2 separate regions of the Pan troglodytes genome follow, and region 2 is linked to region 1. A link is a contact called in public HiChIP or PLAC-seq data. All regions are on one chromosome and are shown on one strand. Each heading gives the region's core, a stretch centred on a gene start, on an enhancer-like site or on the middle of the called end of the contact. The rest is flanking DNA. Distances are from core to core; before and after follow the strand shown.

Evidence for each region. HiChIP or PLAC-seq counts read pairs in DNA pulled down with a chosen protein or histone mark.
Region 2: an H3K4me3 HiChIP or PLAC-seq map of stem cell-derived excitatory neurons shows a contact between it and region 1, with 5 times the contacts expected there. The contact joins the promoter of COX14 here to the promoter of CERS5 in region 1. A contact is called at or near these places in 1 of 7 Hi-C or Micro-C datasets (stem cell-derived neural progenitor cells) and 1 of 1 datasets of contacts at active chromatin or transcription factors (stem cell-derived excitatory neurons).

Annotation. Positions count from the first base shown.
Region 1 is chr10:45,701,369-45,708,205 of NHGRI_mPanTro3-v2.0_pri, forward strand. It overlaps CERS5 (ceramide synthase 5), which reads left to right and starts at 3,341. Exons shown (of 11, transcript XR_010148304.1): 1 at 3,341-3,669.
Region 2 is chr10:45,757,556-45,764,392 of NHGRI_mPanTro3-v2.0_pri, forward strand. COX14 (cytochrome c oxidase assembly factor COX14) reads right to left here and starts at 2,373. Exons shown (of 2, transcript XM_063786685.1): 1 at 2,221-2,373. It overlaps GPD1 (glycerol-3-phosphate dehydrogenase 1), which reads right to left. Exons shown (of 8, transcript XM_001154939.6): 6 at 6,728-6,837; 7 at 6,398-6,504; 8 at 3,203-5,099. The coding sequence ends at 5,003.

The DNA.
Region 1 (6,837 bases), core at 2,091-4,590:
AAAAAAAACTTTAGGCTGGGCGGAGTGGCCTCACGCCTGTAGTCCCAGCACTTTGGGAGTGTGAGAAATCGGAAAGTTCTTCAAAGATTATAAAAAGTCACAATTTCTTACTATAAGATTGCTATCCACTACGTGTGTGTGTGTATGTGTGTGTGTGTGTGTGTGTGTGTATATATATATATATATATTCCAAATCAGCTGTCCTAGATTGCTCCTGCGTGCCTGGACAGAACTAGACAAGCCCCAGTCCACAGTGCATGCCATTCCTTATTTGGTGATGCTTCCTTAATGATCCCTGGGCAACTTCCTTTTCTTTCTTTGTTCTGTTCCCCTTAACCAATTTTAAAAGTTTTAAACTAACAGCCAATCAGGTAAAGTGTAAAATGTGAGGTCCTATTCCAGCCAATGGAAAACGGACACAGCAGTAGGGTAGACGCCTCAGATTATAAATAACTCTGTCTCCTTTGTTCGGTGTGCTCTCATGGCTAGACAGCTTTTGAGTAGCAGCACCCTTTCTGCAGAAAGTAAAGCTCTCCTTGCTGAGAGATCATTTGTTCCCGTGTTTTTTTTTTTTGTTTTTGTTTTGTTTTGTTTTCTTTTTGCAACACCAAAAACTTCATTCCCAACAGGGAGACTGAGACAGGCGGATCACTTGAAGTCAGGAGTTCGAGACCAGCCTGGCCAACATGGTGAAACCCCAGGCTCTATCAAAAAATACAAAAATTAGGCGGGTGTGGTGGTACGTGTCTGTAGTCCCAGCTACTCGGGAGGCTGAGAAGGGAGGATCTCTTGAACCCAGAGGTGGAGGTTGCAGTGAGCAGAAATGGCACCACTGCGCTCCAGCCTGGGTGTGAGACTCCTTCTCACAAAAAAACATGCAAACAAACAAAACAGCCAAATTTAAAGGAGTTTTTTGTTTGTTTGTTTGTTTTGTTTTTTCTTTCCAAGACGAAGTCTCACTCCATTGTCCAGGATAGAGTGCAGTGGCGCTATCTCGGCTCACTGCAACCTCCGCCTCCTGGGTTCAAGCGATTCTCTTGCCTCAGCTTCCCAAGTAACTGGGACTACAGACACGCACCACCACGCCCAGCTAATTTTTGTATTTTTAGTAGAGACGGAGTTTCACCATGTTAGCCAGGATGGTCTCGATCTCCTGACCTGTGATCCGCCTGCCTCGGCCTCCCAAAGTGTTAGGATTACAGGCGTGAGCCACCGTGCCCAGCCTAAAGGAGTTTGAGCAATGTATGATTCTCAAATTGGGCAGCCCCTGAATCACAGCACATTCAGAGAGACCCAGCATATCCACAGAGACCCAGCATATTCACGTGGTGGAAGATTTACGGACAGCAAAATGAAAGTGAGGTACAGAAACAACCAGATTGGTTACAGATCAGCGTTTGTCTCATTTGAACTTGGTTGGAACAGTTGGCTACATTTGATTGGCCAAAATTCAGTGATTGGCACCGGTGTGGTCTACGTTCGATTTACACCTCCACTTGTTACAGTTCACAATGTACAGAAAACCTTCAGGCCGAACTTAAATATGTAAGGAGGCAGCTTTAGATTAAACTTGACTTAACACTAGCTACCACTTCTTACCTACATAACTTTGGGCAAGTTGTTTGGCCTCACTGGACCTCAGTTTACTTACCCAGTGGGGATAACAAGATCAACTTTATAGGGTGAAGGAGTGAAATAACCTGTGTAAAATGTTCCATGCAGTGCCTGGCACACAGGAAACCTCATTAAACATTGGCTATTTATTTTGTTTTGCCTTTAGGTCCTTTAGATATACTTTTTTTTTTTTTTTTTTTTTTTTTTTTTTTTTTTTTTTTGAGACGAGTCTCACTTTGTCGCCCAGGCTGGAGTGTAGTGGTGCAATCTGGGCTCACTGCAAGCTCCGCCTCCCGGGTTCACGCCATTCTCCTGCCTGAGCCTCCCAAGTAGCTGAGACTACAGGCGCCCGCCACCATGCCTGGCTAATTTTTTGTATTTTAATAGATATGGGGTTTCACCGTGTTAGCCAGTATGGTCTCGATCTCCTGACCTCATGATCCGCCCGCCTCGGCCTCCCAAAGTGTTGGGATTACAGATGAGCCGCGCCCGGCCTTTTTATGTTTGTTTTTGTTTTGAGACGCTCTGTTGCCTAGGCTGGAGGGCAATGGCGCGGTCTCGGCTCACTGTGATCTCCGCCTCAAGCAATTCTCCTGCCTCAGCCTCCCGAGTAGCTAGGATTACAGGCATGCACCACCACACCCGGGTAATTTTTGTATTTTTAGTAGGGACGGGGTTTCACCATGGCCAGCCTGGTCTCGAACTCCTTACCTCAGGTGATTCTTCCGCCTTGGCCTTCCAACGTGCTGGGATTACAGGCGTGAGCCACCACACCCGGCCTGCCTTTACGTATACTTTTTGAGTGCTTCCCTTTTCACTTTGTTTTTCTTCCATTTCCTTTTCCCCAAGAGAAGAATAAAAGGATTTTTGTAAACTTTTTTTATTTTTATTTTGGGACGGAGTCTTTGGTCTGTCGCCCAGGCTGGAGTGCAATGGCGCGATCTCGGCTCACTGCGACCTCCGCCTCCCAGGTTCAAGCGATTCTCCTGTCCCAGCTTTCCGAGTAGCTGGGATTACAGGCACAGCGCCACCAGGCCCAGCTAATTTTTGTATTTTTAGTAGAGACGGGGTTTGGCCATGTTGGCCAGGCTGGTCTCGAACTCCTGACCTCAGGTGATCCGCCAGCCTCGGCCTCTGAAAGTGCTGGGATTACAGGCGTGAGCCACCGCGCCCGGCCTTTTGTAAACTGTTAAGTCCATTTTTTTCTGAGGAAAAGTGACGAATTTTTAAGGGATAAAGCAGTGAAAGTAGGCTGAGGTCACGGGGCACGAAGGGAAGAAAAGGTTGGGAGCGAAAAGAACTCTAGTGGCGGACAGTAGTGGGCAGGACCAGCTGACATCCAAGAGAAGCCCTGACCTGAGAGATCGATCTGGCCTCCGGGAGTGGAGACAGAGGTACCGCCTGGGTGGGAGCCGGAACGGATTCGATTCCAACAGGCTGAGAAAGGAGAATGTCCCTGTAAAGGAGCTAGGCCTGAAATAAGGGGTGTGGCCGTGGCTGGATGGAAGAGTGAGGGAGGAGTAGAAGCGTGGCCTAGACCAGCAGCAAAAGAGGGCGGGCCCAGGGCCGCCCGAGGCGTGGTCCCAGGGCCGGGCTGGGCGAGTCAGAGGCTCGGGAAGGGGCGTGGATCCCCGGAGGCGGTCCCCGGGTTGCAGTGAGGGAAATGGGCCGGGAGGAGAGATGGGCGGTGAAGAGGCCCGGCCCTGCCAGGGAGGCGGGCGGATCCGTGGCAGTGACCAGAAGGGGCCGGAAGGGGGTGGCCGCCGGCCGGGCCCCGCCCTGGGGCCGCCTCCCCGCGGGTTCCGTTGGCTGTGGCGGCAGCTGACGCTTGTGGCGGCGGTGGTTTCGGGGTGGGCGTAAGATGGCGACAGCGCAGGGACCCCTAAGCTTGCTGTGGGGCTGGCTGTGGAGCGAGCGCTTCTGGCTACCCGAGAACGTGAGCTGGGCTGATCTGGAGGGGCCGGCCGACGGCTACGGTTACCCCCGCGGCCGGCACATCCTCTCGGTGTTCCCGCTGGCGGCGGGCATCTTCTTCGTGAGGCTGCTCTTCGAGCGGTGAGAGCCCGGGAGCGAGCGGCTCGGGGGCCGGGCGCGGGCCGGGGGCGCCCCGCTGTGGGAAGGGCCGAGGGCCGGAAGCAGAACTGCAAGGAAAGCCCGGAAGCAGGGGCTGGGGGAGCTTGGGCCGCGGCGGGTGATGCTAGGCGCGTGGGCGAGGTGGTAGCCTAGATGGAGAAGGAGTTTGGGGCGTGGGCAAGAGAAAGAGTGAGGGTCTAGGGGAATGCTGGGACCCTTCAATGTTAGATCCGGAGTTGGATTGGGGGGGTTATATAGGCCTCCTCCCAACCTCCAAGGGTCCTACAGATGAGGAAACAGGTTCAGTGTGAGCTCTGGCAGAGGCCCCGAAGAGAGGGATAGGAAGGGGCCAGGAGAACCAGAGCTAGTTGTGACCATGGAAGCCGAGGGGTCAACGCAAGGGCCAGACGTTCCAAGGGAAAGGAATGGACTCATCAGACTCTTAAGATTTGTTAGGACGCTTGAGTTTCCGAGAATTGGGGGGAACAGGATTAGTTTGGCCCTAAGAGTTGGTTTGGTATGTCAACTCATGCACGTTTGTTGGTAGGAGGGTAGAAATCTGGTTGGGATAGGGTGTGGTGGAGCCCTAGGCTTCCAAAGTAATGGAAAGATGTCAGATTAGTTGCAGAACAGGCCTTGGGGCCTGAAATGGAAGGAGGAGTGTTCGAAGGCATGGAGGAGAGCCACAGGGCTTTATCAGAGGACAGCTATATTGAGCCAGATTCTTTTTTTTTTTTTTTTTTTTTTTGAGACAGAGTTTCGCTCTTGTTGCCCAGGCTGGCGTGCAATGGCACGATCTCGGCTTACCGCGACCTCCGCCTCCCCTGTTGAAGCGATTCTCCTGCCTCAGCCTCCCGAGTAGCTGGAATTACAGGCAGGCGCCACCACGCCCTGGCTACTTTTTGTATTTTTAGTAGAGACCGGGTTTCGCCATGTTGGCCAGGCTGGTCTGTAACTCCTGACCTCAAGTGATCCGCCCGCCTCTGCCTCCCAAAGTGCTGGGATTACAGGCGTGAGCCACCGCACCCGGCCTTAAGCCAGCTTCTAAATGAGTTTAGCAGAATTGCAATATACTTTGTTCAACCACGTGATTTCACCTTTAAGTGAATGGATCATATGTTTGTCCAAGATAAAGATATTCACTGAGGCTTTGGTGTGTGATATTATAATGTGAATTTATACCTGTGGGTGATTTTGATCAAGTCTACTCAGACTCCAAGAAAGGAGACATGTTTCTGCCATAGGCCAGGTAATGAGGGTGGTTCTTGGACATCTGTTCGTTTTGCCTTTATCCAAGCATAAATGATTGTAATGCAGGAATGCCCTTTCTAGGATGGGAATATGTTGCAGGTGAAATAATCTGTTAATTTCTGAAAGATAGCATCTGTTTGGGATTGCTTCTTTGATTTGCCTACTGTTTTTGACTCAAGTCTTTCAAAATCTTGTGTTCTATTTAGCTAGTCACGCATCCATTTATTCGTAGTATTTGTGCATCATCATCAAAATGCTCTGCCAGACGTTCAAGTGCAAAAATAAAGATGCTTAAGTGAAGCAAATGAAACCCAAAGATCTAAATGGCTTTCCTTGGCCCTCAGGAACTTGGTGTAGCAAGGTTTTCTTTTTTTCATTTTTTTTTTTTTTTTTTTTGAGATGGAGTCTCGCTCTGTCGCCCAGGCTGGAGTGCAGTGGCGCGATCTCAGCTCACTGCAAGCTCCGCCTCCCGGGTTCACGCCATTCTTCTGCCTCAGCCTCCCGAGTAGCTGAAACTACAGGCGCCCGCCACCATGTCCGGCTAATTTTTTGTATTTTTAGTACAGACGGGGATTCACCGTCTTAGCCAGGATGGTCTCGATCTCCTGACCTCGTAATACGCCCGCCTCGGCCTCCCAAAGTGCTCGGATTACAAGCGTGAACCGCCGCGCCCGGCCTTGTTTTGTCTTTTTATGTGTAATCGTTGTATTTAGTCATCCTGGAGTGGAGGCACAAACTGCTTGTCTGTCTTTGGAATAAACTAGATCCAGGTACTCTCTTCGATAGTCTCTGTATATGAGGGCCAAAAAAAAAAAGGAGGAAGGCAATGTAATCACTACAAAGGAAAATACACAAGTCAGGACAAAATTTTTTTTTAAAAGGTGATTTTCATAGAAAAACATCTCTGCTTTTCATATAAATATGTGCCAATATGGAAATTTCCCCATGTTAGTAATAAGAGGAAATAGTTTGTTGCTTATAAACACCCATTTTATATAAACTTACGTATCTCTTGAGATTCCAAAGTGTTCCCTCAGATGGCTGAAGACATATATCCCCTGGCAGAGCTGCTGGAAGGGATCCTTTACCTGTGGGAATTCTATCTGAGTGTTTCTATGGTGCTCCAGTGTCAGAGGAGTACAGGTGGATGGGAATACTGAGCTGAAAGCATTCTAGTATGATAATTCTTGGCTAGTAAGGACAGGCACCTTGTTTGTCTCATGTTTGCTCTTAGGAAAGTTTAACCCTAGAAGCACTCTTGCTATTTTGTTTCTTTTAAGACCCATTACCTCAGTAATATAATTCACTGCTGAATTGCCAATTCCTCTTTTACCGTTCTGGTCTTCCATAAAGAAAATAGACCACTCCACTCTTATTGTTGTTTTTGAGACAGGGTCTCAGTCTCACCCAGGCTGGACTGCAGTGGCACGAAGCTCACTCCAGCCTCGACCTCTTTGGCTCAAGCAATCCTCCCACCTCAGCCTCCCAAGTAGCCAGGACCATAGGTGCACACCACTATGCCCAGCTAATTAAAAAAAAAAAAAAAAAAAAATTGGGGGAGCGGGGCATGGTGGCTCACACCTGTAATCCCAGCACTTTGGGAGGCCGAGGCAGGGAGATCACTTGAGGCCAGGAGTTCGAGACCAGCCTGGCCAACATGGTGAAACCCCATCTCTACTAAAAATATAAAAATTAGCTGAGCATAGTGGTACATGCCTGTAATCCCAGCTACTCAGGAGGCTGAGGCATGAGAATTGCTTGAGTTGGAGAGGCAGAGGTTGCAGTGAGCCAAGATCACACTGTTGCACTCCAGCCTGGGCAGCAGAGGAAAACTCTGTCTCAAAAAAAAAAAAAAAAAAATTGTAGAGGCTGGGCATGGTGGCTCATGCCTGTAATCCC
Region 2 (6,837 bases), core at 1,123-3,622, 55 kb after region 1:
TGGGAAGCCGAGGAGGGCGGATCACCTGAGGTTGGGAGCTCGAGACCAGCCTGACCAACACGGAAAAACCCCATCTCTACTAAAAATACAAAAATTAGCCAGGCGTGGGGTAGCACATGCCTGTAATCCCAGCTACTCAGGAGGCTGAGGCAGGAGAATCGCTTGAATCCAGGAGGCGGAGGTTGTGGTGAGCTGAGATCGCGCCACTGCACTCCAGCCTGGGCAACGAGTGAAACTCCACCCCTCAAAAAAAAAAAAATTCCATAAACACCTGTTTTTTTTTTTTTTTCATTTAACTACATCCCCCTTCCTGGTTGAGAACCACTGCTGAATCAAGTCACTGCCACTGATGGAGGTGTACTGTATCTTTCCAGTGTGTTAGGCTAGAATAAAAATTGAGAACCATAGCTGGGTGTGGTGACATGCACCTGCAGTCCCAGCTACTAGGGAGGTTTGGGTGGGAGGCTTGCCTGAGCCAACGAGTTTGCGGCTGCAGTGAGCTGTGATCACGGCCCTGCACTTGCAGAGCAAGACTGTGTCTCTAAAAATAATAATAATAATGATAATAAAGAAAAAAAAAAGGCTGGGCGTGAGCCACCTGTAATCTCAGTACTTTGGGAGGCAGAAGTGGGCAGATAACCTGAGGTCAGGAGTTCGAGACCAGCCTGGCCAATATGATAAAACCCTGTCTTGACTAAAAATACAAAAATTAGCCAGGCATGGTGGCACATGCCTGTAATCCCAGCTACTCAGGAGGCTGAGACAGGAGAATCATTTGAACCCGGGAGGCGGAGGTTGCAGTGAGCCGAGATCGCGCCACTGTACTCCAGCCTGGGCGACAGGGTGAGACTCCGTCTCAAAAAAATAAATTAAATAAATAAACAAATAAATAAATAAATAAATAAAATAACGGCCGGGTACAGTGGCTCACGCCTGTAATCCCAGCACTTTGGGAGGCCGAGGCGGGTGGATCACGAGGTCAGGATATCGAGACCATCCTGGCTAACACAGTGAAACCCCATCTCTACTAAAAATACAAAAAATTAGCCGGGCGTGGTGGCAGGCACCTGTAGTCCCAGCTACTCTGGAGGCTGAGGCAGGAGAATGGCATGAACCCGGAAGGCGGAGCTTGTAGTGAGCCGAGATCCCTCCACCGGACTCCAGCCTGGGCGACAGAGCAAGACTCCGTCTCAAAAAAAAAAAAAAAAAAAAAAATTGCGTAAACGTATGGGTAGAAGTGCGATTTTGTTACATGCATACACTGCATAGTGGTCAACTCAGGGCTTTTAAGGTATCCATCATCTTTTATCTACTTTTTATTTGGCACTTAGAGAGTAGTACATCGGCCGGGTACGGTGGCTCACGCCGGTAATCCCAACACTTTGGGAGGCCGAGGCGGGAGGATGGCTTGAGCTCAGGAGTTGGAGACCAGGTTGGGCAACATAGGGAGACCTTTTCTCTATTTAAAAACAACAACAACAACAACAACAACAACAACAACAACAACAACCTTTTTTTTTAAATTACCCGGGCGTGGTGGCGCACACCTGCAGCCTGAGCGACAAAGCAAGACCCTGTCTCAAAATAAAATAAAATAAAATAACATAAAATAAAGTACATTATGCTACGGAGGCCGCTAAAAAGAACATGGCTTCTGTCATACAGGAGCTTATGGTCTCATGGAGAGGCACTGTGAGAGTTCAGAGACAACAGCTCAAAGACAGGGTGGGGGCTTGAGAAAACTTAGCAGAAAGGTGTAGGGGTGGGAATCGGGGTGGGAGTGGAACTGTCTTTTTAGAAGAGTGGGCTGGAGAAGAGGAGCAGTGAGAGCATTCCAGGAAGTGAAAGCGGTCAAGAGGTGGAGCTGGATAGCCGATATGCACGAAGGGTGCCCCGGAGAGCCACTTATCAGGACGCAGAGGTCTATAAAGCAAGGAAGAGGCAGAGTTGGAGCGTGGAGGGTCGAGACGCCAGGCAGGAGTCGAGGTTTGACAGGATTAGCGCTGAGCTCTAGCAAGGCTGACCTACTGCTGCGAGGAGCTTGGGCTTGGGCAGGAAGCAGTGCAGCTCGCGGTCCGCAACGCAACAGAAGCGGGTGAATTCAAGGGCACCAGGCCTGCAGACTAGGGGATGGGAGGACGCGGCAAGCGGAGACTGACCCAGGTGGGCGCGCAGGCAGCGGGACTGGCAGCCCCTTCTCGGCCCTAGCCGGCAGCGTACCTGGATGCTGCAGCTCCTTCGCGTCCAACCGAGGCCTCCTCAGGCAGGCAGGGTCTCGAGGCCACTGTCTACGCAACTTCCCAGCACAGCCGAACGCAGCACTCGGAACGAGACACGTGAGGGTAGCGTCCCTGGACAACCCTGAACGCCTCAGCTATTGGTCCAGAAAGCAACTTTCTCCCTCCCACCTGCCGGGTTAGCCTCTAGGATTCGGCTTGCCACGCTATAAAGGGAACTGCGCATCAGACGCGGCACAACTCCGCCCACTAAGGCGGGAGTCCGCGCAGGCAGTCACTCTGGCTGGAGGCCGGCTTTGAACTTCCGGCTTCCGGGCCCGTTATCCTTACTACGCATCCTCAGACGCGCCGTGCTCTCGGAGAGGCCCGCTGAATTCTGGGGGCTGTGGTTTCTCTCCCTCGAGGGAGGGTCTTTGGCGAGCCAAGCTCTGGAACCGGAAGTTTTAGGATGCTAAATCAGAGTCAGCCAATCCTCAGCCTACGGTGCGGTGACGTCGCCAGTAGCTGGGTAGATTTTCGCAGCCGGCCTTCTGGAGGTGGATCGCGCGCCCCCTAGAGCCCGGCTGTGGGCCTAGTCCAGGTAGGGACCCGAGGGGCACCGCGATGCCTGGACCGCCAAGGATGCGGCAGCTTGGCCCGTGACCAAGGAATGGGCACAAGGGATGAGAGTCTAACGTTTCCGTCCCGTGTGTGATCTCTATTCTTGCAGGAGGCATGATAAAGCCCCTAAGAAGGGCCGGCAAGGCCGGGGCCAGCTTGCGGCGAGGGCGGGAGGCGGCGCTGGCGGGAGGGGAGAGAGAGGGATGGGGACTGAGTGGGCACCGCAGCTGACCCCTGGAGTAGCTGCGATTATGGAGGAGGGATTTCTTTTTTCATTTTTCCTACGGTAAGAGGGAAAACATACGTGCAATGATACGCGCCAGCACACGCACTGCCACATGCACTGAAGCTCCCTCTCCCAACTCTTCTTGTTTCTGGAAAAAACACACTTTATTGGGTAGACAAATAGGCCTGATGGGAAGGCCTGAGTCACAGTGCACTGGGGAGTGAACAAAAGTAGGCAAAGTGCTTGAAGCTTCCCCTTTGCCCCCACCTTAACCTCCTGGGGAGGCAGCTCTGGACACTCAGTACCCAGACCTGGGCTCAGCAAGGCCTGGGGTGACTGTGCCCCTCACTCCTGCTGCCTGATCTGAGCAGCCCCACCCTTCACTGGTAAGACAGAATTCTCAAGGGATAGGCGCAGAGAGGAGCCCGCCTCCCCGGATCGTTGGAGAGTAACAGGGTTTTAGCATAATGCTGGCCAGAGCCAGTGTGCCAGGTGCTGCCACACAGGAAGCTGACAGCCCTGCTGGACGGGCGGGAGCCTCTCGGGCCCTCCGGACTATTTATAGCTGGAGGCCTAGGCTGCTGACCTGTGACATTCGTCTGCTGCCACCCCATCCTGGAGCAAGGCAAGTGCAGAGCACACTCCTCCTCCTCCCCTCCTGTTCTTTCCTCACCCCAGGGAGTAGGGTGGTTTTGATTTTCTTCCTCCTCCTTGAGTTTCCCAGCTCCCGAGTTGCTGGTGTTGTCAGTACCTCACGAGAAGGCCCTCATTCAGCAAAGAGAGCTGCCCTTGGAATATTGGTGCCCACCAACATAGGAATCTGCTCACCCTTCCCTACCGTTCATCAGCCTTTGGGCCACCCTCTAGCCTGCTGGCTTCCAGATGCCAGGCATGGTTAGCTGGTTACCCTGGCCAGTCTGGAGCAGCTGAGGAAGAGGTGCAGAGTTTGGGAGGAAGAAAGGGGTGGAGTCAGGGATGTCCTCTGGGGAGATAGCACAGGAGGGGCCCAGCTGACACCTCCCCCAGCTAGAGCTACTGAGAAGGAAGCCTGGGTGAATACAAAGGTCACAGGGAGCTGAGTGATCTGAGCCTGTTATGAAAGGTGTAGCTCTGTCAGCAGATTAAGTTCCTGCTCCCCAAAGAGGGTGCTGGCAGGGAGGGTGAGGGAAGGCTTGGAAAGGTCGCACAGAGTGGGGAGGAGCTGGCAAAGAACTAGGAACCAGGAAGTCCCTGGGGAGAATGTCAAGCCACCGAGCTACAGATGCCAGCATGGCAGCAATTTGGGTGCCAGGGCAGCCTGGGGGAGGGGGAAGGGGGAGAACCAGAGGTTTCTGAGGACACAGATGTTGCTAGGAGAAGCTAAAAGGGGTTTCTTTGAGATCTTTGTATTTTGTTAACAAACACTGAGATCCATCGAAGCTGTGTGGGTCCTGGCAGAGGTCAGCAAAGGGGTCCTTGGGGCCTGCATCAGCTCAGAAGCCCAGACCCCTCCCTGACAATCCTTGCCTCATTGCTCTTGTGGCTAAGATACTTTTTCAGCCCTTTAACAGGATTCCTGGTGTATGTGAGACAGCCACTAGCAGCCCCTGCCCTACCAGCCTCTCCCCCAACCCTTCTCCACATACATCACCCCCGCCACCAAGCAGGCAGCACTGGGGCTTGATTCCACCCCTCCCAGAGGATATGGAGAAAGCCCCACATCTGGAGAGGGACAGGGCAACTGCATTTCTGGCAAATGTGGTGGCATGAGGCTGCCAGTGGCTTGACAGTTCAGGATCTCCAGGTGCGTAGCTGGGCCCCATAGCCTCCTGTCCTCCAGTGAAAAGATGAGAAGACTCTGCTCCCTGGGAGTCCTGGAGATCCTGGTGACTAGGTACCCCAGGCTTCTGCTGGTCTCCACTGGGGTAAAAAAGCGGCCTGGCCTGGGCCCTGGCCCCACTCACATATGTTCTGGATGATTCTGCAGGCAGTGGATGAATTCACCCACTGGCTGGCCCTCGTAGCACACCTTGTACACAGCCATGAACAAGGGAAACCTAGATTGGAGAGGGAAAGGCTCAGCTTAGCCTCCCACTCCTGGTCCACTCTACCCCCACCCCCACTCACTGCCTAACCCTCCTGTCCCTTGCCCTCCCACCTTGGAGCTCAGAAGGATGGCTGTGAGTTTCTACCTTCTGAGAATGTGAACTCCCTAGCCCTAGGTTTAAGGTCAGATTGCTAATTGCCCTGCTCCCTACCATGTTGAACTGGCCTGCATGATTCTCTGGCTTGGATTTTCTGTGCCAACTGGGCAACCCACTGTTTTTTTTTTTTTTTTTTTTTTTTGAGACAGACTCTCGCTCTGTCGCCTAGGCTGGAGTGCAGTGGTGCAATCTTGGCTCACTGCAACCTCCGCCTCCCAGGTTCAAGCGATTCTCCTGCATCAGCCTCCTGAGTAGCTGGGATTACAGGCACACACCACCATGCCTGACTAATTTTTGTATTTTTAGTAGAGATGGGGTTTCACCATGTTGGTCAGGCTGAGCTCAAACTCCTGACCTCGTGATCCACCCACCTTGGCCTCCCAAAGTGCTGGGATTACAGGTGTGAGACACCACACCCAGCCTTGAGCAACCCACTTAACCTCTCTGAGCCTCAGTGTCACCAACTGTAAAATGGGGCCAATATAACAAAGGAATGATTGTGTATGTGAAGATGTAATTAGGTATGATGTGAAAGTGCTTAATAAATACTCATTTCCTTCTTACTGTCCTTTTGCCCAGCTGCTCCCTTTTCCAAGCTTTACCCTGACCAGTCATGAGTGGATCTTCTGAACCTGTTTCATACTCTCTTCTTCTAGGAGTCTTTCTCAGACCAGCACAGCTCTGCTCTGATCAGCCCAATCACCCCCACTGTCTTTCTGAAAACAAGCACCTTGAAGCAGAGCCCATCCTTCTCCTTACACCTCAGCACCCAGAACAGGATTCAGGGAACAGATGGGTTGGCCTTGGGGAAGAGACTCAAACTAGGGGTGATGGACAGAAGTGGGATGAGCTTATTCCTGCTGCCCCAGAGCTCCAACCCCAGAGCAGAGGACAAGGAAGGAGGGGCACAAAGGGATCCAGGTAATGTAGTGTGAAGAGCACTAGACTGGAAGGAGTTCAAAGACCATGAACTAGCTGGCGGACAATGGGCATGCCAGGCTCTGCAAGCTCTGGACTCTGTCTGAAATGTAAGGTAATACTCCCCTTTCTGTCCACTTCACAGATTTGTGGCAGGTTTAGGAAGATGATGAACAGGGTGAGCACTTCTGGCCGTGGCTCCCTTAATCAGTGGGGCTGTGGCCAATACTTACTTGTCTACCAGGCCCTTGTGCTGGAGGATGCTGTGTAGCTCCCGGGCTGTCTCGGGCCCCTGCAGTTTCTGCCCATTCAGCAACTCTTTCTCCAGCTGCTCAATGGACTGTGCAGAAAACAGGATGAGTGGATGGAAATGGGAGAGAAGGGTTGTCAGTAGGGGGTGGAGAAACTGGAGCTCAGATGGGAGTGGGGTCTTGGGAGGAAAAGAGGGATGGGGATGTGCACAACAGTCTTAATGTTTGTGCTCCAGAGATGCCTCCCACCAAGCACCTCTACCTGGATGCCTACAGAGCCGCCCCTCTGTTCTCCCTTCTCCCGGGGCCCACCTTTCCTGTACGCGCAAAGGCCTCAGCCACTTTCCGGTTCCTCCCTCCATAGCAGGTAGTGATCAGGTCAGCAACACCACAGCTCTCCAAGAAGGTGGCAGAGGACACAG